Regions from separate parts of the Mus musculus genome. Here region 2 is linked to region 1. A link is a contact called in public Hi-C data. All regions are on one chromosome and are shown on one strand. The core of a region is the stretch at or near the end of the contact, and the rest is flanking DNA. Distances in the headings are between cores, read along the strand shown. Region 1 has its middle 84 kb from the start of Esr1. Region 2 overlaps Esr1 (estrogen receptor 1 (alpha)).

Region 1 (7,800 bases), core at 1,822-4,321:
CAACCAACCACCAACCAACCAACCAACCAACCAACCACCAACCAACCAACCAACCAACCAACAACCAACCAACAACCAACCAACCAACCAACCACCAACCAACCAACTGACCAAAACCCACCAGGACTTGGGATACCATTGAACGCATCTCCCCGAATAACTGCCATTTCTCTTCTGTCACCAGAATCATCCCTCTTCGTGTTTGTTGGGGCTAAAAAATAACCCAGATCTTCTCTCTCCCACTCTTGCGTGCATTTATCTGTTAATGCTAAATTCTATTCTTAAGTAGAAACTCTAAAGGGCTGAAAAATAACATTTGAAGTGTATGTCAATAGATTAGCATGGAGCCCACCTGTGGGTCTGCTTCCTCCCCACTCTTTTAAAGCCAGCTTCCTGTAGGTACAAGGCAGTTCTTTAAAGTCCTGTTTTTCTCTTTGCTAGATGTGAGTTGTCAAATAGTTAACACCAGAACCAGGCTTTTATCACAGTGACAAATACCCTGAAAGAAAATTATTTTGAAGAAGGGAAACTTCAGTGTGGATCACGGTTTCAAATATTTCAGTCTTCTGTCCTGTTGTGGAATGTCGGTGTTGAGGCAGAGTGAGAGTGAGAGTGAGAGTGAAAGAGAGAGAGAGAGAGAGAGAGAGAGAGAGAGAGAGAGAGAGAGAGAAGCAGGGAGGGAGAGAGAGGGAGGGAGGGAGGGAGAGAGAGAGAGAGAGAAGGTAAGATGGAGCAGAAATGCTCATCTTGTGGCCTGAAGGCAGCTGAGGAAGAGATACAGGAAGGTGCTGGGGACAAACTTTATCCTTCTAAGGCATGGATCCAAATTCCTCCAAATGGACTCAACCTCCTAATCCCACCAGTTCCCAGAAACCATTAAACTGTGCCTCTAGCAAGAGATTAGTGTATTAGTGAGGACAGAGCCACCTCTATCTAGTGCCACAGCTGGGGACCAAGCCTTTAAGCCATGAGCCCTGGATGGGTACTTCATATCCAAACCACAGCTCTGTGCTTTGCAGACAGCAGCTCATTTGGCCTTTTTTTTTCAGAGCTCTCAGATAAGCAGCAGGATACCCCAGCCCCCCTTACTAGCATAGTAACCCTAGCTTCAGAGAGATTGTGTAATTCCCTGCAGATACCTTGTTGTGAATGAAGTCCATGATAAGGCTTGAACTTGGGAAGAACCTGCAGGCTCTTGGCCATTGTAAATCTGGGTTTTGGCTATCAGTGGAGACAGTACTCGGTCTGCTGGAAGAAATAGAAACACTACAAGGAAAGGAAAAAGTCTTGTCCCTGGAAGTACTTATAGTCGATCTAAAAGGGGGAGCTTGGATTCACTGTGAATTAGCGTTCCCTTCTCTCTGCTGCGGGGCGGAGTTCTGTGATTTCCTCTCCTGCTTTAAAGCCTGTCCACTTGGGCACTGAGTCTGAGCTTCTTCGTGCGGCTTTATTCCAGGTCATCATTCTGAGTACAGTTTCCTGTCTACACTACAGGAAATACTTAATTGAGTTGACATACATGCTATTTCTGTATCTATCTATCTATCTATCTATCTATCTATCTATCTATCTATCTATCTATCTATCTCTCTATCTATCTACCATCTATCTATCATCTATCTATCTATCTATCTATCTACTATCTATCTACTATCTATCTATCTATCTATCTACCATCTATCTATCATCTATCTATCTATCTATCTATCTATCTATCTATCTATCTATCATCTATCTATCATCTATCTATCTTGTATCATCTATTATCTACCCATTTTACTTAGCAGAAAGACTATTTCCCAGAATCTTCTTTCATTTAATTCAATTCCATGTCTGCTTCTCTCATGTTAGTGAAAATGTATTCCAGAATTTAGTTTCACACCTGAGAAGCCAAGGGACCTCTGACCAGTCAACTGTGGCCACACCTCAGCTTCGCTTTCCTAGTGAACTCTGACATGGGTTATTTGGGGGAGCTCTGGAAACCCAGGAATTAAAGATGGCGATGACTCAGCTGCACTGCAGAGGGAAGGATGAGCCACAACATTGGGAAACCACACACAAAGAGGCAAGAACCGACTGGGGCATTAATGGCTGTCCCTTTCTACTAACAAGCAAGCCGCCATTATGACTCCTAATTCTCCATTTGAGACACACCTCTATTCCTATTGGTACCTATTTGCTGTGATTTTTGACCCCCAGGCTCCAATTTTGTCCCTGAGTGAACTGCAACGCAGACAGTGTATTCCGGGTGTGGTTGCTGTGGGCCCTGCCTGGGTGTCTGGTGGCAAGGACAGGAGGTTTATTTTGTTAACTTGTCACTAGCAGGGAGCCAAAGGGCACTTTGATGATGGCTGATTGAACTAGAGACTGACATTAGTTTATGCAATTTATTCAGGCTCAGGCTACAGCACCATACAGTTGAGTATACCGGCTTTCTTCTTTGTTGACTTGACATGTAGTCATAAATAAGATAGGCCAGAATGTTCTGTCTGGTCTGGAGCTCTATGTATACAAATGGAGGTCTTAGTCATCTGGAACTTTGAATGCCATGATGCCAGAAAAAGTCAGACGCTCTGTGTTGGACTCTGTTAAGGACATGCCTGGGTATAGCTCTGTCTCTTTTGTCTTCTTGCTACAGCTTCCAGCCATTGTCTTCATCTCCATTTAAACCACAGTGTGCTCTTGTCTACCAAAGTGTTAATGATCTTTTGCTTCTACTTGAGAATTTCAAGTCTCTACAAAATAGTGTCCTGATGTGTTCTGTGTGATGTCATTCACGCAGAACACATGTCTTTAAATCACTCCAGCAACAGGAGGCTGCCTGCTGTACCTTAAAGTAGTACCTGTGTTTGTGGTGTTCTCTTCTAAATGCAGAAATGTGGCAAAAATCCTTTTATTGAATCAACCAAGAAAGCAAGGTCCTTCTGAGGGAGGGAAGAGTGGGAGGGCCGTGCAGGCCTGGCGGGGCTGCTGTTTACCTTGCTGGCGTCACTGTGTCCAGGTAGATTGGCTGGGATAAGAGCCAGAGTTTACAGGTTGTCCCAAGAGCACGCAGGGTCCCTTCCAAAGGCTTGTTTACCTTCCCACACTGTTGCTCTGTCAGTGCTCTGCTAGAGACCTTGCGACCCAGGAGGAACCCCTAGAGGGATGTGGCAGAGCCCTCACTTACACTGTAAGAATTTGTGGCTCTGGAAATCGAATAAATGATGAGAAAAGGCGTTGCTGTTTTTAGATGGATGCGTGGCCCCTCTGAGAGCTGTGGCCAGGGGAGCGATGGGCTTCTTTCACCTGTGTGAAGTAGCCTGAGAGACAGAGCACAAGGGACACAGAGGCAATGTGCCATTCTCTCAGGTTGAAGGAGCATCAGAGGAAGGTGGTGCCTCTGACCAATGAAATCATTGCCTTTTCTCAGACTTCCATTTAGAAATGATCATCTCGCTTTTCTGACTGTAGGATACCGGATATGTGGAGCCAGTTTACAGAAGAGAATAAAATTTGCCTATATCTTATCAGCCACAAACAATCATAAACACTTTAGTATTTTTTTTACGTTAGTATATTTTATGTTAGCCCTTTCTTCATATTATAGATAGGTATATATTTACATGTGAATACTGACCAACATAATAACGCTCTCATGTTTAGACAATGTGTTAATAAAATAAGTTAATGAAAATTCAAGATACAACATGATTTTAATTTTACATGCGACATAGAAAACATATAGCTATATAATATATCTGTATTATGAATACATGCAGACACAGGGCCATATTGTACACACTGAGATTATGTTGTATTTTGTAAACTTACCTCACAGTAGAATTTGTTTGGTTGCTTATGTATTTTCACAAGCCTGACTCGCTACATCTCTATCTTATTTCTTGAAAGCAATCCTTAAAAGCAAAAATACAGTATCAAAAGGGAAACTTTAAAAAAGCAATTATCTGGGATATTGCTAGACTTTTTTTTTTTTTTTTCCTCTTCACTTTCAGAAAGTTATCATACCGCAGAGAGTCACTAAAGAAAAAAAAATTCCAAGTGCTACTCAGAGGTCAGAGCACGTACTGCTCTTTCAGAGGACCTGCTTTGCTTCCTACAACTGCCCACAACTGCCTATGATTTTAGCTCCAGAGGATCTGACGCCCTCTTCTGGCCTCCATAGGCACTGCACCGATGCGCACAAACGCACATATAACATATCTGTACTATGAATACACGCAGACACAGGGCCATATTGTGCACACTGAGATTATGTTGTATTTTGTAAACTTACCTCACACATATGCACACAATTAAAAGCTAACAAAAATTTCAAGCAAAAATTTTTCACTATCCCACTTAGAAATAAAATCTCCACTTTATTTAGCTGTGCCACCAATGCATGAAATTAGCCAGTCACACTGTGTTTCTGTGTACAGAGTCTAGTCTTTATATTTTGTTTGTTTCTGTGCCATTCATGTTTTCTGTTATGCTGCAGCCTTTTTTTTCTGTTTTTGTTTCATTTTTTTATTCTTGTATTTTAAATTTATTCTCTGGTGATTTCATACATATATACAATACATCTTGATCACACCTACTCTCGGGTCCTGTTGGCAGTTTCACCTCAACAGGTTTCTCTCCTACCTACATGTCCTCTTCCATTTTAGGGCGACCCATGGAGTCTGATCAGTGCAGCTCGCATGAATATGGGTGTGGCTTTATCCTGTGGCGTATGGGCAGCCTATCAGTGGCCGCACCTCTCAAGGGAAGGAACTCTCCTTGCTGGGCGGTGGTAGCACAGGTTTTCATCCCAGCCCTTGGGAGGCAGAGGCAGGAGGATCTCTGTGAACTTGAGGCCAGCCTGGTCTACAGAGCGAGTTCCAGGACAGCCAGGGTTACACGGAGACCCTGTCTTGAAAAAGCAAAAAGCAAGAGAAAAAAGAAAAAGGACTCCCCTTTCTTCAGCCAGCAGCCAGCATTTGCCACCAGCTCCTCAGCTAAGGGCGCGTCCTCAGGAGCCCCTCCTCTACTTTTGCTGGCATGTTGAGTGGCTTGATCTTGTGAAGGTAACCGACCACAGCTGTTGCGAGCTTACAAGCCCTGCCCTGAAGATAACATTTGCAACAATCCTCTCCGTGTTTCAGCTTTTACACACACCTCTTTATCCAAGTTCCCTGAGCCTATCCTATCAGCGCTGAGCACCCACAGTTATGTATTCTCTCAGCACTTCAGCCAGTTCCGAGTCTCCGCAGTGACTGCTGCCCGCAGCAAAGAAACCTCTCCAACTATAGTTGAGAGCAGCCCTAATCTATGGACCTGAAAATAAATGTGTAGAAGGCAGTTTGTTTGATCTTGTGTTTTTCCTTTCTCTTTAAAAATAATGTTACCACTACAGATATCCCCAGACACTTCTTAGCTATTGTGATTTAGTTTCATGGTAAATTCCCAGATGTTGAACTACTGGTTCAAAGTGTGTGTGTTTAAAATTTAACGTTTTTTCCCATTTTATTTTCCAAAAATATTATAGTAAATCTACTATGAATGTTTGAGAATATCATTTTCCTTACATTTCTACTAGCACTTTCCTTACCTAAACGAACAAGCAAACAAACAAACAACAACAAAAACCCCAACCAAACCCTAGAGTTTTTCTTTTTTCACTATAACTTTTTGATAGTCTAATGGGTGTTATTAGCACACATTTTTATATTTCTTGTTTTATCAATGGAGCTGATACCTTGCACACTACTGTTCTTCTGGATTCTGTAACTGTCAGTCACTTATGTGAACCCTAGACCCCTTTTCTCCCATATAATTGAATTTTTCTAACTGATTTATGGATGTAATTTGTATATGTTTGCATACATTTGCATATATATTTAAACTATCAGACAAACTTGTACTTACAACATGAAACATTGTGTTAAATTGCATTTTAGTTTCATTTATTATAATTATTCTTAAAAATTCATGTGTTTTGTGTTTATGTCATCTGCCCCTTTTCCTCCATAATGTCTTAAGATATATGTAGACTATGAGATGAAAACAGCTAATTAATACATGCATTGTCTCACAAAGTTTTCAGCCTTGTGGTTGTGTTTCTTAGTATTTTCTGTGAATGTATTTATTTTTTTTTTTTTTGCTGAATATGTAAGAATACATGATAGCAAACTAAGCAACTCCTTGTAGTAGTCACTTGATGTTTTATTTAAGATTTATTTTAATTATGCAGATGTGTGTGAGAGAGAGAGAGAGAGTGAAAGAGAGAGGGGAGAGAGGGAGAGGGAGGGGGAGAGGGAGGGGGAGAGGGACTATGTGTGTCATGTCTCTGTGTGGGTATGTACACATCAGTACAGATTTCCATGGAAGCCAGAAGGGGGCATCAGATGCCCTGGAGCTGGAATCACAGATGTTTGTGAGCTGCCCAACATGGATACTGGATCTGAACTAGCAGAGCAATTAGTGCTGTGAACTGCCGATTCTTCTCCCTGGTCCAAGACTAATGTTAATACCTCCAGTCCTTATTCTGTGAGATGGGTCTCCTGAACTTGTTTGCCTAAGTGAAAGTTTGCATTCTTTCCCAGCATTCCCTACACCTCTCTTTCTTACCTGGTGACAATCACTGATGATCTATTTCCTTTATCTCCGAGGTCAACAGTTTTAGATTCCATATGTGTCTATGTTTGGCTTATTTCCCTTAGATATCTAGGTTCATCTTCATCTTTACAAACGGCAAGACTGCCTTCTTTATAGCTGAATAGTATTCTATTGGATACATAAATGAAATTTCCTCTATCTACTCATCTATTGGTAGACTTTTAAAAAGATTGAATTTGTGTGTGTGGGAATGCCTCAACTAACACAGGGGTGCAAATATTTCTTTGACATGTTGACTTGATTTTCTTTTTACAAACACCCAGTTGTGTAATTGCTAGGCATAAGTATAAAAGTAATTCTACCTTTAGCTTTGGGGCAACTTTCCATTGTTTTCTGTAAGACTTATCCTTATTTATATTCTTATTATCAGAGTTCAACACATTGTGTGCTTTCTTTCTGATAAGAGCTATTCTGAGAAGTATGAGCCATGATTATATCATGAAGTTTTAATTTCCATTTCCTTGCTGGGAATGTGCTAAAACAATTTTTCTGTAGATGTTTTCACATTAGTTGCTATTTATCTTTCTATGTCAATAATTTATATCTTGCCTTCTTATTATAATTATATACAACAAAAAGAAATTTTATTTTATTTTTACTGTTTGGCATTTTTATTTTGGGAAGTGGACCCAGACTCACATAAATGCCAGGGAAGTGCTGCAGCACTGATTGACAACCCCAGTGCTAAAAACCTCATTTATAACGTGGATCCTGTCTTTGTAGCTGTGGATTCTGGGTCTTGTCCTACTTTGAGAAATCCATTTTCATTAAAAAATATCCAAAAAACTAAAGTTTCTACTTTCTCTTTTCCTAATCTGAACATTTTATAATATTTTTCTCTTTTCCTAATTCACTACATTTTAGTATATTTTTACACATGGGTTTTATTTCTATTTAAAACTGGAAGATTCAACCTCCCCCCCTCTATATGAATAGTATATTTAAACATCACATACAAATCTTTGCACCTTTACGCTGAAGAATTAACATGCATAGGTATTTGTTTTCAAATTCTTTTCTCTAGTCATTTATCTATTTCTCTCTTGTCAGGCTTGGAATATATTGCTTTTTCTTATAAGGACTTTTAATGGCTACTAAGGTTTTGCTTTCTATTTTGCATAGGGGCATTGAATCCAGAATGTCAGGAATGCCAAGCAAGCG
Region 2 (7,800 bases), core at 3,443-5,942, 110 kb after region 1:
TCAGGGAACTTGAGACCAGGCGACTCTTGTTTCCCATTAGTGTGGAAAATCAACACTTGCTTGTATTTTGGGGTGAAGACATTTTTCTTAAGTGAGTGGAAAAACCTCTTGACATTTCACAAAGAGCCTTACTTTTGAATGGAGAATGCTAATTTGCTTTGTGCATAAAGACTTTTAGAACTCTTACCTGTGAGCATTAATGGCACATCATTTTCTATGTGCTTGTGAGTTAAAGTTTTCCAAACTGGGTATAGCGAGGCATACCTGTTATTCGAACACATAGGAGGCAGAGGCAGGAGGATTGGCACAAATTTAAGGCCAGCTGTGGCTACACACCAGGCCATCCAGGGTTACACTGAAAAACCATGTCTCAAAACATGAAATAATATGGTTTATTTTAAAATCCCATTTTAGGAAACATTGAGACATGCATCAATGCATCTCAGGTCCCTAACTCCATTTTCATGGAACTCAATAGAGTTTTCAACCTTTGCTCTGGAAATTAAATTAACATTTTCCTCTCAGAACGTTTTATTGGCCTTGTAACAAATAATTACAGGCAATTACTGATGGGATTTATGAGTCTGTGGATGAGCTCCGAGGCAATGACCTTGTTTCCAGATGTGCAATCTTTGCCTTTGGCTTGCAATGCCTTTGGGTGGAGCTCCCACGAATGGTGGTTTGTGGAGTATCCTGGGCCTCTGGGTTCAGACAGCACTGGTCCTTAGCTCCAGAGTTCACTGACTACATGACTGGCGTTGTGGTCCCTTCTCTGTGACTGGGTTACCTTGCTTCAGAAGCAGCTGTGGTTCGAACAATCTTGTCATTCTCATGGACTTCAGGAGGAACGTGAACAACCAAGATCACAGGATCTGTACCTGTAAAGAAGAGTAATTTCCTGGGATCTACTCACCCAAGAGGTTAAGAAGTCCTCTAATAGTTGACAAGGGCACAGGAATGGAGACTGAGTGGGGTCTGTTTCCCATTGTAGAAATTTCACTCTTGCTGTACGGTGCAGGACAGATGTGTGAGATAGGAGTGGTGTAGATGTGGAATTGGGAAGGCACAAGAGGATAATCACTTTGAGCCACATTCATTCAAGTTGCAAATCTTTATTAGTCATCCAACTGTGTGTCATGCACTAACGCTAAGCTATGGTTCTTCGGCAGGTAAAGTAACCATGGTATCCGTCATGATGAAGGTTATGGCTGTACCATCAAACATATAATCAATAAGCCCACCAAGGACGGGCTCATCAGTCTCATGACCTATTTACACTTGTTTCTTTGTGTAAGTCTCTTCCTAAAGTACTGGGAGACATGAAGTTCATATTTCAAGTGGAAAAACAGATAATAAAATAAACATGCTTAGATCAGACTGGATGTGGAGAAGCTGAAAGTTCTGCTTAGGAGATAAAGCAGTAAAAGCATAGAAGGTAAAAGGGAGTCTTATGTGGAGGGGCTAGGAAAGTGTCTGTGGGAAGGGGGTGGGTGCTGTCCCACAGAGGGGGGAATAGGTTGCAGAGTAGAGTGTGGGCATGTGAAAGCGGAATTGATGGTCTAGCAGCATCAGTGTGTTAGCATCTGAAGCCGGGTGAGTGGGGTAGCATGAGGAGAGTTGTCAGAGGCAGGCAGGAGACAGATTGCACCACTACTTTCACATCTTGAAAAGACCTTTTTTTATGGTCTGGTGGGAACCCACTGCATGTCTGAATAAGGAAGGGTAAAATCCTGAGATATAGAGGAAGCTTTAAGGTCTGTGAAAAAGGGGCCAATGGATCTTGAGCTCTTTGAAGGGAAACAAACTTGAGCCCAGAAAGGATGGTGCCTCAGAGTTACCCAGGAGTGAGATGGTCCAGGTAGAGGAGACAATAGGTTTCAGATCCTCAGCAGGTTGTAGGGCCACATGGAAGGCAGGAGGAGAAGCTGGCTCTCTGAAGAAGCCCCAGGTTCTGCTTTGTTATTTTGCTAGAGATCTTTGGGTCATTCAAGGCATAGTGAAGAGTAGACAAAATCAACAATTATCCCATGGGTCTGAGGCCTAGAAGAAGGCCTGTAAGGGCAATGGGTATGACCACACACATCTTAGTTCCTATAAAGATCATATGTTGACACAGAATGGCAAAGACTTGAAGGAAGAGCCCTGGGTCCTGTCATTTAGAAGCCTAGCCAGGGAAGAGCAAATCACAAAGTGTGTAGAGGTGGGTTGGTTGAAGAGGGGGATGCTCACAAAGTAGGTGGGAGGAGCTCTGGTGAGGGCTGTCAGTAATATAAGAATTCAGTTGAGGAGGCAGTGTGATCTGAGTGCTTAGGACATGTCTCAAGGATGACGTAAAACTAAAGCTTAATTTTCTGGGGGAAGATGAGATGAATACATGGGACATAAGGTGAGCTATGTCAGAGATGGATGTGAGAAAATCTTAAGAAAAACAGAGAACAGTGCTGGCTAGAGAAGAAAAATCAGGAATTGGGATGAATTCTGCTAATGAATTTAATGATTTTTTTAAAACTTGCCTTCCCTTGGTTTCTAGCAGTCTTAAGAACATAGGCAGAAATGTGAGAGTCTTTGTATATGCATGTTCCAGACACTTTTAGAATTTTAATCATTCCAAAGCTGGTCCATGGCTTCCTTACCTATATGGTATAGGAAATGATTGTGACAATTCAATGTGGAGTAGCTGGCGGGGAGAATTTGGGAGGTAAATGGTCATTACAATTCAAACTTTATTTCGATTTCTGAAACACAAACAAAAACAAGGAATAGGAAGAGTATTTTGAAAAAAAAAAAGAGTTTATTAAATACGACAAGGGGTTAAATACAGGAGTGGTAAGCATTTATTGAAAACCTGCTGTGTGTCACTTAAAATACATGAACTAAGACATGATTTGTGTCATATTGGAGTTTACTATTTATGAAAGGAATATATATTTACATTTATTACTGCTTTACTGTATATTACAGTTGTCATCTACTTGTAGGACTAGAAACTGTGGTGAATGCCATGTTGAAGAAGTGGAGGGAATTTTGAGTGTACAAAGAACAGGGTAATGGCCTTCATAAGAAAACACGAAGTTATCTTAATAACATTCAATTAAACTGTTTTCTAAGGAGTGGACACTTGTTGGTTCTTTTGTAAAAGAAAATCTCTTCTGGAATCTAAGACTTTCTGCATTAAATACATACTAAAAAGGCTAGGCTAGCAGAGTAGTGATAATGATTTTGAATAGCTGGTCCTACTATTTATGATTGGAAAAATAGCAGTGTTTGATTACACTGAGTTTCATACTTTCCTTTGGATTAATGAAAATCTTTTCAATTAATATTTCTTATGCAATACTTTAATCGATTCAAGAGAGTCTGCCCTCTAGACTTTGTATAAACGCTTTTAGATCATTTTAGTATGTATTATATTGTCAGTGGGATGAACTCTTGAGAATACTTAGAAATCAATTAATGTAATACAAGTGCAACCAAAGTGAGGCAAGTGGGCTCCCAGTTTCTGTAGGTGGATGGTGTTGCGTCTCCATCTCTTCTTCCTCCTCTTCATCTTTTTCTTCCTCTCCTTTGACCTCTTTCTTGCTTTTGTCCACCTTTCACTACTACTATCATCTTCTCTCGTCATTGTGCTCGTTGCAATGCTTTAAAGATTTCTGGACTATTCAGTGAGAAAGGCTATTATAAGAAAAAAGATTTTAAAGCAATTTTGCTAAACAATTTATTTATCTTTAATTACAATAAAGGGACAAAGACCTGGTTAGTGTTTGTGAGGCTTCCATCCAGAAAGATAAAGCCTAACATGAACATGAAGAGGGTAAGAGCAACTGATTTTGGTTCTAGGAGCATAAAGGAAAGCAAGGTGGGCAGGGACTCTGAAGCTGAGAGAGTTAAAGAAAGATGGATGGTGACATAGCTGACAACTTCCTACCAAGGACATATGAGGCTGACAATGCCAGATCTGACAGGTGCACGGACTAGGGCTGGGTAGTGATCAGCAGAAAGAGGTGGGACTAGTACCTGTCACAAGGCTTGTCTGTTGGGTTGAATCTAGCCATAGGCACTCAGATGATCCCATGTTATATGTTATATGTTATATGTCAGATGATCCCATGTTATATGTTATATGTTATATGTCAGATAATCCCATGTTCACGACTCTGTTGGCTTGTGTCAAGTTGACATAAAACTAGCCAGCACACCTACTGTTGTGATCAAGTCTAGTGTAGTCATCTTCCAATGACCTATTAATATGATTAGGTCTGCACTAAGGTGTAGACTTTTCCAGCACCCACCATTGTGGTCAGGTTGACTGTAGACTCATCCTAACTACCACCATTGTTATCAAATCTATTCCAAGACATAGATGCCTCTTAATGATTCAGAATTGTGATAACTTCTGATCCCAGATATAGATTTACATTCTGCTGCTTTGAATTACAGATGATCAAGCCAATTGCTGCACCTGGGGCAACAGCCCTATGTAGACCATTGTGCTTGATTGATTTTACCCTTGGGATATTCAAGTTACTTGAATACCTCCGGGAGATGCCATAGGGATTTGCAACCCATGGGAAACTCTCCTCTCTTCTTTCCCCTGATCTAGTTGAAGTTTCATGACATCTTTCTAGAACAAGGATGTGCCCAGTTAGTATGATTGCTGATGTTATTTGCATGATCTCTATCTTGGTTGACACATTGCATAATGGACAGCAAACATTCCCCCTTCTTCTTTGGTGTCCCTTCTGCTTTTGTAGCTGTGTTCACAGTTGAGTTTTTGGTATTCTGGAGTTATCTCAATGTCACGTCTAATGAGAAACACATTGCTGATAGCAGGTATTTGTTGTAGCTCTCCAGAATTTTCCTGTTTATTTTTATACTGATAGCTTAGACACAGATTTTTACATATTCCACTTATATTGTGAAACTGGTTGTGCCACGCATCCACTTATTGATCCATCTACTTACTGTCAGTGCTTGCTGAGTCAGTATTTGAGCTGAGGCACCAGAGATGGAAGGCATCCAACAGAAAGAATAGTGTAGCTCTTAGCAGAAGAGGCCAAGTCCAGGCAAACCACTGATGTTTAGAACAAGAAGAAGCTATTTCAAGGCTCTGAACATTAAGAGTGGCTGCAGGAGAGGGATTAGTGCCAAATAAAACCTTAAAAGTACCATCATTCCCCCTTACAGCCATTGGGATGACTGCAAACAACAAGAGCGACAAGAAAAATCACCACCAAAACGAGCCAGCTAGAGACAACAAATGGAAAGTGTTTGTGCTGGTTGGAAATGTAAGATGGTGGAGCCATTATGGAAAAACTCATGACAGATACTTTAATCCGCTATAAATATAGGACTAGAAAAAGAGTAAAGGGCTTACTGAGCAAGCATGGGGACCCGAGTTCAACACTTGCCACTCCTGTAAACCCCAGCATGGTGTCCTGTGTTTGTAATTCCAGTGCTGAAGAGGTCCAGGCAGGTAGGTCCCTGAGGCTTTCAACCTATCCTAACGGGCAAGTTCCAGGTCTCAGTGAGGCAAGGTAGGTGGTTCCTCAGGGACAGTTCCTGAGGCTGACTCCCACACATGCATATGCAGACGTGCACTTACACCTACACCCACAACTATGCACTAACATATAAATAGAATTGTCTTATGTTCTAGGAATTCTGTTTATGAATATCTGAAAGAATTAAAATCTGGGTTTTGATGAAATATTTGTATAGCTATGTTCATATAACATTTTTCACAATAACTGAAAGCTAGAAATGACACACATACATATATAAATATATTATACATGTATAAATGTTTAAAATATATATTATAATATATACAAATATATTGACATACATACAAATATGTATATTTTTATCAAAATATGATAAGTATATGCTGTGGTATATTGTTAAGTTTGAAAACGGAAGGAAATTCTAGCGAGTACATACCTATAATCCATAGGTTGAGGATGTAGGACTATGTGTTTGAGGTCAGCTTGGGCTATATAATGAGTTCAAGGTCATTCTGGGATAGAGAACTAGAATCTATTCCCAAAACAAACAACAGCAACAAGCTCATGCTTTTAATCAGCAATCAGAAGGGAGAGATAGGTGGGCCTCTGAGGGTCTGAGACCAGATTGGTCTACATTGTAAGTTCTAGGACAGCCAGAGCTACATAGTGAAACTTTGTTTTGAGAAAAAAAGGAAGAAAAATTGTAACACATGCTACCACATGTATCTATGTGAATGGATCTGAAGGACACTATGCTACATATATATGGCAGAACCAAACCAGTCAGATACAGTTTGATTCCATTTGGCACAGCTGCTAGAGCCATGGCACCCACTGGATCAGAGTGTAGGATGCCTGAGAGAAGCTGGGGAAGGGCAAACTAGGGATTATTATTTAATGCATGCAGCTCAGTATTATGAGATCAAACAATCCTAAAGACTGTGCTTCAACATGAACATACTTAACACGTGAGCTGCTTAATGCAGTAAATTTTCTTATGTGTATTTAATTGAAGCCCCTCAAAATTATAAAACAAAAATAAAAATACAGAGCAGTTGTTCTTTGGACTATGTGGGTATTAGAGACAGCACTCCTTTGTAAGTTCCCCAGGCCACCTGCCATTTTTTTTTCTTTTCCCTAAAGATTTAAGACCTTCATTAACAAGTGCTTGAGTTTTGCTTACTTTGGTTTGAAAAAAATGAAGAGAGAAAGAAACTTGGTTGTAAACTTTTATTACACATCAAAAATGAAGTTCTTAGATGATCCATCTGGACCAAGTTATGAACAATTTAGAACCTGAGAAAGACTAGGTTTAAGAAATGAGTGTGTTTGTTATCACCCCAAAGACATGTCTCTAGATGAAAATGCCGCTGGCTGTGTGCTGCATAGATGATGCAGATGGTTGTGTTATATGGCTAACAGGTACAAAGCAAGCCCATGGGTCATCAGCTGTCGTCTTTGGTCTGTTGCCTGTCACTAGGATTGGAAGTGCTTCTGGATTCTTTCTTGCTGGCCCACAGTGAATGGATGTTGGTGGATCTGTGTTCCTCCCTGTCCCCTGTAGCCTCAGGTGGGATGGGTCAGCCATTAGGCAGCCTCCTTTTGTCAATTTACCCTCTTGGTTTCCAGGTGACTCAGTGGTACCATGGTGAGAGAGTGCTACTGCCCTTCTGTCCCATCCTGAATTTTTCATCCTCTTCCTTGGTGCCTGTCTCTAGGCTGCCTTTGGCCAGTGAGAAGAGCCTCCACAGGGTCATAGTCTGTAGCTCTGTACACATTGTCTTACTGGGCTACACTGGGCTTAAGGATCCACCATTCCCCTTTGCCAGGAGGTTTGAAACACTGTCTCAGTCCTGTGATGTCTCTACCTGCAGAAGGGTGGGAGCCTTGGTCTATGATAAGGTGGACATTGTTGGACTAGTCCTCTGAACCTCTTATCTTTTTCCTGTCCTCATTTTCTGGCCATTCTGTTGGTAATTGCAGTCAGGACACTTGAGGCAGGGATGGATATCTGTTAATAGCTGTGATCAGCTCACTTGAGGCAGGGATGGATGGTGTCTGTAATGGTTACACCTGGCTCCATTGTCACTTCCTGGTGACTTACTACTGTATGTCCCTGTCCCTTTCTCCTTCTGTGGTGCAAATTCCAGTCTCTCCCTCTCCTGCACCTCAAGCTACTTCCTGAATCTGGTCCCTCTGGCAATCTGGAGCACAAAACATCTTCCTTTGTGTCCTTCCTGTTGATGAACTGCTGTGTGACAGATTTCCTGAGGAGAGGTAACACTCAAATAAGTCT

The links. A called contact is a pair of places that touch in the nucleus more often than the background predicts.
Region 2: a contact with region 1 is called in a Hi-C map of liver, with 3 times the contacts expected there. The contact joins two enhancer-like sites. A contact is called at or near these places in 1 of 39 promoter capture datasets (liver), 2 of 484 Hi-C or Micro-C datasets (liver and muscle stem cells) and 2 of 9 other capture datasets (adipose tissue and pancreatic islet).

Annotation. Positions count from the first base shown.
Region 1 is chr10:4,622,485-4,630,284 of GRCm38.p6, forward strand. It overlaps a transcript of Esr1 not described here. Among named protein-coding and RNA genes, the nearest start is that of Esr1, 84 kb to the right of the region's middle. Within about 2 kb of position 3,072, at least 12 of the 459 cell types and tissues checked have an H3K27ac peak or open chromatin away from gene starts, as enhancers often do. A contact at or near this core is called in liver, where this site is marked.
Region 2 is chr10:4,733,534-4,741,333 of GRCm38.p6, forward strand. All of the region lies in intron 2 of Esr1 (estrogen receptor 1 (alpha)), which reads left to right. Among named protein-coding and RNA genes, the nearest start is that of Esr1, 27 kb to the left of the region's middle. Within about 2 kb of position 4,693, at least 4 of the 459 cell types and tissues checked have an H3K27ac peak or open chromatin away from gene starts, as enhancers often do. A contact at or near this core is called in liver, where this site is marked.